Linked DNA regions of Mus musculus: regions 1 and 3 are each linked to region 2. The links are chromatin contacts, called in public Hi-C and HiCAR-type maps. All regions are on one chromosome and are shown on one strand. Each heading gives the region's core, a stretch centred on a gene start, on an enhancer-like site or on the middle of the called end of the contact. The rest is flanking DNA. Distances are from core to core; before and after follow the strand shown. Region 1 overlaps Dcdc2a (doublecortin domain containing 2a). Region 2 overlaps Gm11351 (predicted gene 11351). Region 3 has its middle 110 kb from the start of Hdgfl1.

The links. A called contact is a pair of places that touch in the nucleus more often than the background predicts. HiCAR-type assays count read pairs that join an accessible place to other places.
Region 1: a contact with region 2 is called in a Hi-C map of cortical neurons, with 2.7 times the contacts expected there. The contact joins two enhancer-like sites.
Region 3: a HiCAR-type map of astrocytes shows a contact between it and region 2, with 4 times the contacts expected there. The contact joins two enhancer-like sites. A contact is called at or near these places in 2 of 484 Hi-C or Micro-C datasets (cerebellar granule neurons and neural progenitor cells) and 4 of 115 datasets of contacts at active chromatin or transcription factors (astrocytes, differentiating embryonic stem cells, embryonic basal ganglia and 1 more).

The regions. Positions count from the first base shown.
Region 1 is chr13:25,126,670-25,129,369 of GRCm38.p6, forward strand. The region is part of intron 7 of Dcdc2a (doublecortin domain containing 2a); the gene reads left to right. Among named protein-coding and RNA genes, the nearest start is that of Dcdc2a, 72 kb to the left of the region's middle. Within about 2 kb of position 1,327, at least 8 of the 459 cell types and tissues checked have an H3K27ac peak or open chromatin away from gene starts, as enhancers often do. A contact at or near this core is called in cortical neurons, where this site is marked.
Region 2 is chr13:25,931,610-25,934,309 of GRCm38.p6, forward strand. The region is part of intron 1 of Gm11351 (predicted gene 11351); the gene reads right to left. Among named protein-coding and RNA genes, the nearest start is that of Gm11351, 33 kb to the right of the region's middle. Within about 2 kb of position 1,397, at least 52 of the 459 cell types and tissues checked have an H3K27ac peak or open chromatin away from gene starts, as enhancers often do. A contact at or near this core is called in astrocytes, cortical neurons and neural progenitor cells, where this site is marked.
Region 3 is chr13:26,658,443-26,661,142 of GRCm38.p6, forward strand. No RefSeq gene overlaps it. Among named protein-coding and RNA genes, the nearest start is that of Hdgfl1, 110 kb to the right of the region's middle. Within about 2 kb of position 1,334, at least 18 of the 459 cell types and tissues checked have an H3K27ac peak or open chromatin away from gene starts, as enhancers often do. A contact at or near this core is called in astrocytes and neural progenitor cells, where this site is marked.

The DNA of each region.
Region 1 (2,700 bases), core at 77-2,576, 810 kb before region 2:
AGATGGCTCAGCAGGTAAGAGCACCCGACTGCTCTTCCAAAGGTCCTGAGTTCAAATCCCAGCAACCACATGGTGGCTCACAACCATCCATAATGAGATCTGATTCCCTCTTCTGGTGTGTCTGAAGACAGCTACAGTGTACTTACATATAATAAATAAATAAATCTTAAAAAAAAAGAAAGAAATGCCTGGGCTGAGCGCAGCAGGCTTGGAGGTGGACATTCCTATGTGAATACCTGCAGCCGGTCTCTGGGAGGAATGAGAGATGCGGTGGCCAGTCTTCCTTCAGGGCTGTGTGTTGATGTCTCACATTCTGCAGAGGCCTCATCTTCCTGGCTCTTCACTCCAGTGTCTCCTTTTCCAGTTGTGAGTGGGGAGGAGTCATTGCAGCCCTTTTTCTTCCTTAATCCGATGTCACAGTGGCTCTCCTCTGATCTTACACAGACCAGCCAGGGACAGAGTCCATCTTCAGCCTTCAGGGAATGCTGGAATAGATGCTACCTCTGAGGCTGACCTCTAGTTCATGCATCTATGTATCACATGACCAGACTTAGTTACTTTTTTTTTTTTTTTTTTTTTTTTTAATGCATAGAGTATCATTGTGTAGCCCATGCTAACCTGGACTTTTTGTATAACCTGGGCTGGCCTCTAACTTGTGGTAATCCTCTTGTCCCAGCCTTGTAAGTGCTGTTATGACAGGCATGAGCTGCCACCCCAGCTGTCCTTACTCATTCATTATGCAGTTTTGTGAACACCCTAGATCTCCCACACATTGGGTGCAAGCTCTCCTCATGTCTTTAGGTGTAGGAGTCCTATCCATTTCTAGATGCTGCTGCTTCACTTGTAAGCATCCCTGATGCCCGCTGGGTACCACATGCTGAGCTACTCCCCCCCCCCCCCCCCCCCCGGCAGCTGCATTTTCTTTCCTTGGTACCAATTGCTCTGAATTTATTGCTTTACTTCAATGGTGACAATTTTGACTTTATGCACAAGTTTTCCTTGGTGAAGAAGAACCAATTTCTCTTTTTCATTTCAATGGTCAAATTCCTTCTGCAACCTATAAATGCCAGCACATGTTTTGCCATGCAAATATTGATTTTTTTTCCTTGTTGGTATGAAGTCTTTTCTTGGGCCTTGGTGTCTATCCTGTATGTATAAAAAGGAACAGCATCCTGAGAGCAGCAAAGGTCTCCCTGCCCGGCGCACATTCACAACGGTGTTGGGGAGACTCCACAGTGCTGGTTGCTACTATAAGACAGGGCAGAGATGTTTCTCCCCACATACAACATGCTGGCTTTTCTGGGACTGTGGCCTACTTTACATCTCACTCTATTTTTGTTCTTCTCCGCTGCCCTAGTTGTTTTCGGCCTAAGATAGAACCTTTATTGGAGATCAGCATGCTGTGTGCTACCACAGAGGGGAGAAAGATAAAGATAAAATATCTATAAAGACCTTCTGAGCATCCTAAATTTAGAGGCTTTTCCACTTCTTTCTATTCTATACATTTGGATGGTAATTCAAAATTGGTCCGATTTCACTCCCTTTAAAGACTGCCACATCCCACTGTGGGATGGGTGCCCTCACTGTACAAGTTCACAGCTCACTAAAGGCTGCCACGTTCCACTGTGGGACAGGGGCCCTCACACTAGAAGACCACAGCTCGCTGTAGCTGGGTCCTCACAGGCACCACTTTGCTTCACAGCAAGAAAGCACACAGAGAAGTCATTTTCCAAAGGGGATTGGTGCCACAGGACAGAAAGAAGATGCTTCCACATTTATCCCAAGGACAGGTCCTGAGGCTGCAGCCCCTCAGGGTGGTGACTGACATCCCTCTAGCCTACTGCACAGAGTGGATGGGCAGGTCCTAAGAGGAATCTCTTAACCAGGTCATTTCCTAATGTGGAGCTTGGGGTGCAGACATTCAAAGACTTTTGATAGATGTTTGTAACAATAACAGTTTGATGCTCAAAAGTATAAATTTGGGAAATGGGTTATACAAGTTTAAACCACATTTTCTAGTAAAATATTGTGAAGTCTTTGCAGGCATGCATGCATGTGTATGTGTGTATGTATACTATGCATGTGTGTGGTATGTGTGCACTGTATGTGTATGTTCGTGTGCGAGTGTGTGTGTGTGTGTACATCCTGCTGCACATGCATGCAGAGACGAAAGGAGGACATTGGGTGTCTTGCTCTTTCACACTTTGCCTTATTCCCTGAGACAGAGTCTCTCAGTAAACTTGTAACCAGGCTGTTGGCCAACAGTACTCAGCAATCCTTAGTTGGCGCCTCCGAGTGCTGGGGTTGCAGGTGCCCACGGCCACATCTGGCTTTTTATGTGGCTTTTGAGGATAAGAACGAAGATCCTCATGCTTGCACAGCAAAGCAGCAAAGCTCTCCTCCCTACTAAGCTCCTCCTGCTCGTTCTCTCTCTCAGAGCTTTAGTCGCATAAATACTCCATGCTTGCTTCCCCCCTCTTCTTTTTGTCCCTCTTTCCTCCTTCCCTGTCTCCCCCTTTCCCCTTCTCTCTTTCTTGCCTTTCTTCTCTTTCCCTTTCTCCCTCCTCCCACCCCTCTCTCCCTTTTCCTTCTTATTTTGGAGATAGGCTTTTACTATGCAGTGCAGGCGGACCTCAAACTCACCATCCTCCTGCCTCAGCCTCCTCCTTCTTGTTCTCTGTCCCGCGTCCCTCCCCTCCC
Region 2 (2,700 bases), core at 147-2,646:
GCTTACAGATTGTGCTGCTTGGTTACCTAGATGGTCTCTAGCACTCTGACTCCACCTCCCCTCCAACCCCCCAGATTGCTGGGAATCTAAGTGTCATCCTGCCTGCCTGCCTTTCAAGTGTGTTTGAGGATCCAACTCTGCTTTCCATACCTGCTTTTTATGGTAGGCACTTTGGCCACTAAGCCATGTCCTTGGCTGTCATGTATACTTTTCCATCTACAGGTTCCCTAAAATGTTGGAGCTCCTGCCCTTCTTACTGTGATGTCATCACTTTCTTTTCCACCATGGATATAGTAAGTGGCACATTTGTCCTATAATGGTACCTTTGTGAGACAGACAGAGCTAATTTTTCATTCTAGATACCTGAAGCTACAGGCTACATTGAAAACAGGGAAAAAAAAAAAAGCCAGCAGTTCTAGGTTATGCTGACACAGGTAATGACTTAAAATTCCTCTGAGCTTAGATTTTTTTTTTTGTGCTTATGAGTCTCTAAATTAGCTTTCATTATCTCAGCAGGTCTCTGCCTTTTGAGTTTTGAAGCCATCGTTTATGAATATAGCCAGAGCACTGAAGTTGTTTGCTTTTAAGGTAACAAACCCCTGCTGGATGGGAAGGTGTGAGGTATTAGGGTTAGTGAGAATTGCAGTCAGTGGATATAGCATTGCTCTGAGGTGAATTAAAGAAGTCGAGCTTGATTTGATTTCAGCTGCAGTGTCTTTAGCCGGTACCAGAATGAATCCATGCCAGAACTGGCAGGGACTTTGAAGTGAGAGAATCCCTGTGGATTTTGTATAATCGCACCACACGAAGGAGGGAATATATGAAACACCTGTGAGATGCCACCCTGCCTCTGGTCCTGTGAAGAGGTTTAATGTTTAGACTCTCACACAGTGAGTCTCAGCCTAGTGGAATTTCTATCAGCAACAGAGAAAGTAGGCTCATGAGCAGCAAATACTATTTGCATCACTTAGAACCACAGACTTGAAAAGGACTAAGAAGTCATCAAAACTGCCTGCCCTGCTCTTGGAAAGAAGGCCTTCCTTGCAGAAGGCAGAGGACACTTGGCTATCTGGACCCAATTCAAAGGTTACAGGCATCTGCATAAATCATTACCCCTGCTTACCAACATCTGCAGCTAGTACACAAATTCTCAGAAATAACATGCCTTTAGACCTGGCTGGGGTTCTTCCAGTTTTTGCTGGAAGAAATAGGGTGCTTCATATTGTTCAGCCATATACTCAAAGCTCTATGGCAAAAGAGTTCATTACATGGTGAAAGACACTAGCTTGGAGAGTATTTCTTGGAGGAAGTGCTCTCATCCCTGACTCTATCCTCTGCAAACTCGAATTGTATTGTCTCAAAGACACTCTCATCCCCTCTGGACAGCCAGTCTGCACACTAGATGGCAGTAATAGCCCAGTTTCAGAGTCCCTTTTTGTCTTCCCCTCCCCCTTTCTCTTCTGGCATAATCTTTTCTTGTCCATAGCAATAGAGAATAAAAGATGCAAATAAAATCCCTTTATTTTGTACAAGGCTCATTCAGAAAAGCTGATATACAATTAAAATGATCAGGAAATAAATATTTTAAACAATATTGAAAACTTCAGGCATGGTGGGTTTTTCTTGGTGGTAGAGGAAGGTCTCTGATTCATTTCTTTGTTTGTTATTCTTTTTCAGGCATAGTTTAATTACCAAAAGAGGCTTGTTGAGGCCCAAGGTCTAAGCTTAAATGAGATGATAAAAATGTATTTTGGAGATTTTGGAGGGAGTAGGAGGCAGGAGGAATCCAGCCAGGCCAGTTTTTTTTTTCTCAAATCCCGTGCTTTGCTAGCAGATTGACTCTGTGCTTTATACAACATTAATCTGGATTTCCTAGACATTCAACAGTCAGATGCATGCTCAGAGCCGCATTAAGTATTGCTCATTAACAGTAAGTAAGATACTGGAAACAGAACTATAAACCAAACGAAAGTCTCCTGACATGAGTAGGCCCCTTTGGACTGTTTGTGTAAAATTTAAATCTGTATTGGTGAGCTAGAAAGAGACAGATTCTGTGTCCGTGAAATGTTCTCAGGCCTCTAGAATGTCCTATCTGAGGTCTACTTGCAAAAGAAGGCTCCACTCTTACTGGTGATAATTCATGCTGTTACCAAAGCAGTAAAAACACAAAATGCATATACTGAAACAAATGTGTCACTCTTAAATTGAATGTTGCAGCCACGGCCTTTCCCTACTCCTAAGCACAGCTCCAGCTTCCTGTTGGAATGCACAGGCCCACACTATGCTCCCATTTCCAGCAAATTCTGCAATCATCTCTTAAAGGTTGCCACAGAGAAAACCTAAGCAGCATCCTAAAGAACAACTCAAAGCCACGGGCAGATATGAATTTTTTACTTGGCCCACATGTGAAAATGATTAATGCATTATTTATAGATACTGCCTTTCCAGGGAGCTCAAGGTCATCTGTGGACTCCCAGACAAAGGGTCAAGTCTTGAGAAGCTGGCCTAATAATCGGTGCTGACAGTTTCTTGGACATATTGCAGTGCTTTAAGTAGATGTATTTTCCTACTTGGAAAGAACTGTGAAACCTTTTTTTTTCTTTTTATTCCTTTTAAATTAGTTAGCTACTCACTTATCTGACTTGATTACAACTCATTAACTTTGATCAGAAGGAGGGCATGGGCAGGAGTGTTGCTATG
Region 3 (2,700 bases), core at 84-2,583, 730 kb after region 2:
ACTTAGGGTTCCTTTCCTCCATCCTTAACTGGGGAATTGTATATAGTGGACAGTTTCTGGTGAAAGAAAGAAAGTTTTGTTAGGGGTGTGACCGTTAGTAGATCCATCATGCTTCCGTGGCTGGCCCTACATCCAGGAGTATATAGTCAGTGCAATGAGAGAGATGGAGATGTATGTATGTATGTATGTATGTATGTATGTATGTATGAATGTATGCATATCAGGACACTAGGACACAAAGTTTTCCAGATAGTAGGAAATATCCAGTGTGTAAATAGTAGGTATATCTGAAGGGAGCTGAGGCAGACTTAGGGTGTTAATATGATCAAAATACATGGTATGAAATTTTCGAAGAAGTAATAAAAATGTTTGGAGAAAAAAGAAAAGAAACTTCTTCATTCAAGAAAAAATTTAATACATATTAATAAAATGTTAAACAAAAGGAAATATGCATAATTGTAATACAGATGCAATCAGAGGAGGAAAATTAATAAACAGTAGGTCTGAAGACCTAGCAGGGCTCTTTGTCTAATTACATATATTAATATTTATTGAACACTTTGTGTCATGTACTTTAGAAATTTTATCTCAATTAGTATTCATAGCAATTCTATGAAGTAGACATTATCATGCTAAATATAAGCATTAAGTGTCTGGGACTCAAAGAATATACAAAGCTAACCTCAGCAGTTGTTAGGTAGAACAGGAAGTTTTGAGCTCAAGTCTCCCTAATCCCAGGACCCACATTTACCATACTACTGGCTTTCAGCCAAATGAGCCACTCCAGAAAATACCCTGTGAACTTAGATCAAAATAGTGTTCCTTCAATTTGAGGTTATTTCTTGGGGGATAACAGCCATTAGAATTTTGTGTTGAGAAAGCTATGAACAAAGGTACTGTCATAGTCTACACCTCTAACACTCAAGTTCAGAAACTAAAATATTCCTGGGTTGAAACATACATCTAAATTGGCATTCATCTCCAACGCTCTTCTTCTTCAGGATTAGGTCTCAAATGTATAGAGTCCAAACACTGAAATGACATTAAATGTAATGTGTTTATCAAGGAATCGAGTCATCTCATTTGCTATGCAGGAGGGCAAGTACGGGACAGAACAAGGCCACCCCAGAGGACTTCAACAAATTATTTCACTACATTACACAAAACATCAAGAATGTTAGGATGCTGAGAAATGGGTTTTTAATTCTTTCAAAAAATAGCACCAACCAAAGCAAATGGCATTTTTTTTTCTTTAGAAGAAAGAACCAATTGTTCAACCTATTCATGACCTTACAGTTAGTAAGACAAAGAGTGTATTCAAAGTGAATAGACAAGTTCCATTTCCCTCTCAAAAAGGGACCATTGCATGGAATGTTTTAGAGAATGTTTTAGAGAAGTCCTCTGTAAACATTATTTGTTCAAGAAGATGAATACTTCAGTGCATGATAAGGGTTTATCGGATATTTTTGGAATTCTAACCATCTATTCATATATGTGTGAAACCATAAAGCCTTTTTGAATTTGTCCTCTCCTGATCATGGATACCAGTGCTATACCTCTGCATCTGGGTAAACAATGCATCCTTTACAGATCTGACATCTGAATATTTATTCCTCCCAGTGTTTTTCACAAGTCCTTGAGTTTCTCCAGTCCCTGAAGCCAGCGTCCCTTTGAACCACATCCAAAAGTTGCCATACTTTAAGCTGGTCCCTGCTTTTGATAAACTGGCTCTTTCATGGAACTTCATACCTCTCACTGAGAAGAAAATGAATCTTAAGTATGGGGGTGAGGATTCATACTCTGTTTCCTATAATCATTTGATCTGAAGGACCACATATGCTTAAAAGTGAATTCTTTCTTTTTTCTTTTTTTTTTTTTTTTTTTTTTTTTGGTTTTTTAAGACAGGGTTTCTCTGTATAGCCCTGGCTGTCCTGGTATTCACTTTGTAGACCAGACTGGCCTCAAACTCAGAAATCTGACTGCCTCTGCCTCCCAAGTGCTGGGATTAAAGGCGTGTGCCACCACACCCAGTGTAAAAGTGAATTCTTGACATCTTAGCTGACAGCAGTGAATCGGCAATAGTAACAAGTAGAAGTAAATAGTGAAGCAACCAGATATAAAAGAAATTAACATTTTAGGATGGACACCTCTTCTGTTGGTCAGTCAGTCGCCTTCTGAACACTGCATGGCTCAGTTTTACTTCAGTGAGAACTGTCCACCGTAATGGACAGATTTGGGAATATTGTCATTCTGCTGCTGAGAGTAGATGATATTCACAGTGAGTGCTTTAAATATCTTTAAACGGTGTATTATCTGAGACATAACATAATGAAATGTTACTTTTCTAGGTATTATTAGTTCTGGGTCTCAGAGAGAACCTATTTAGTCTATTAACTTTCAGAGATACCTTCTGCAGATGAAATGCTAGATAAAAGTCTAACTCACTTTTCTAGTCGTAAAACATTTTTCAAAGTCCTACCTATATTAAATTCTATGTGTTTGGCTGCGGCTATAAATAAGCTTGAGAGTTCTGTCCTTGTATTGCCTGACATATCCTAATGTGGTTTACTTTTTTTTTTTTTTTTTTTTTTTTTTTGGAGACAGGGTTTCTTTGTATAGCCCTGGCTGTCCTGGCACTCACTTTGTAGACCAGGCTGGCCTCGAACTCAGAAATCTGCCTGCCTCTGCCTCACAAGTAAG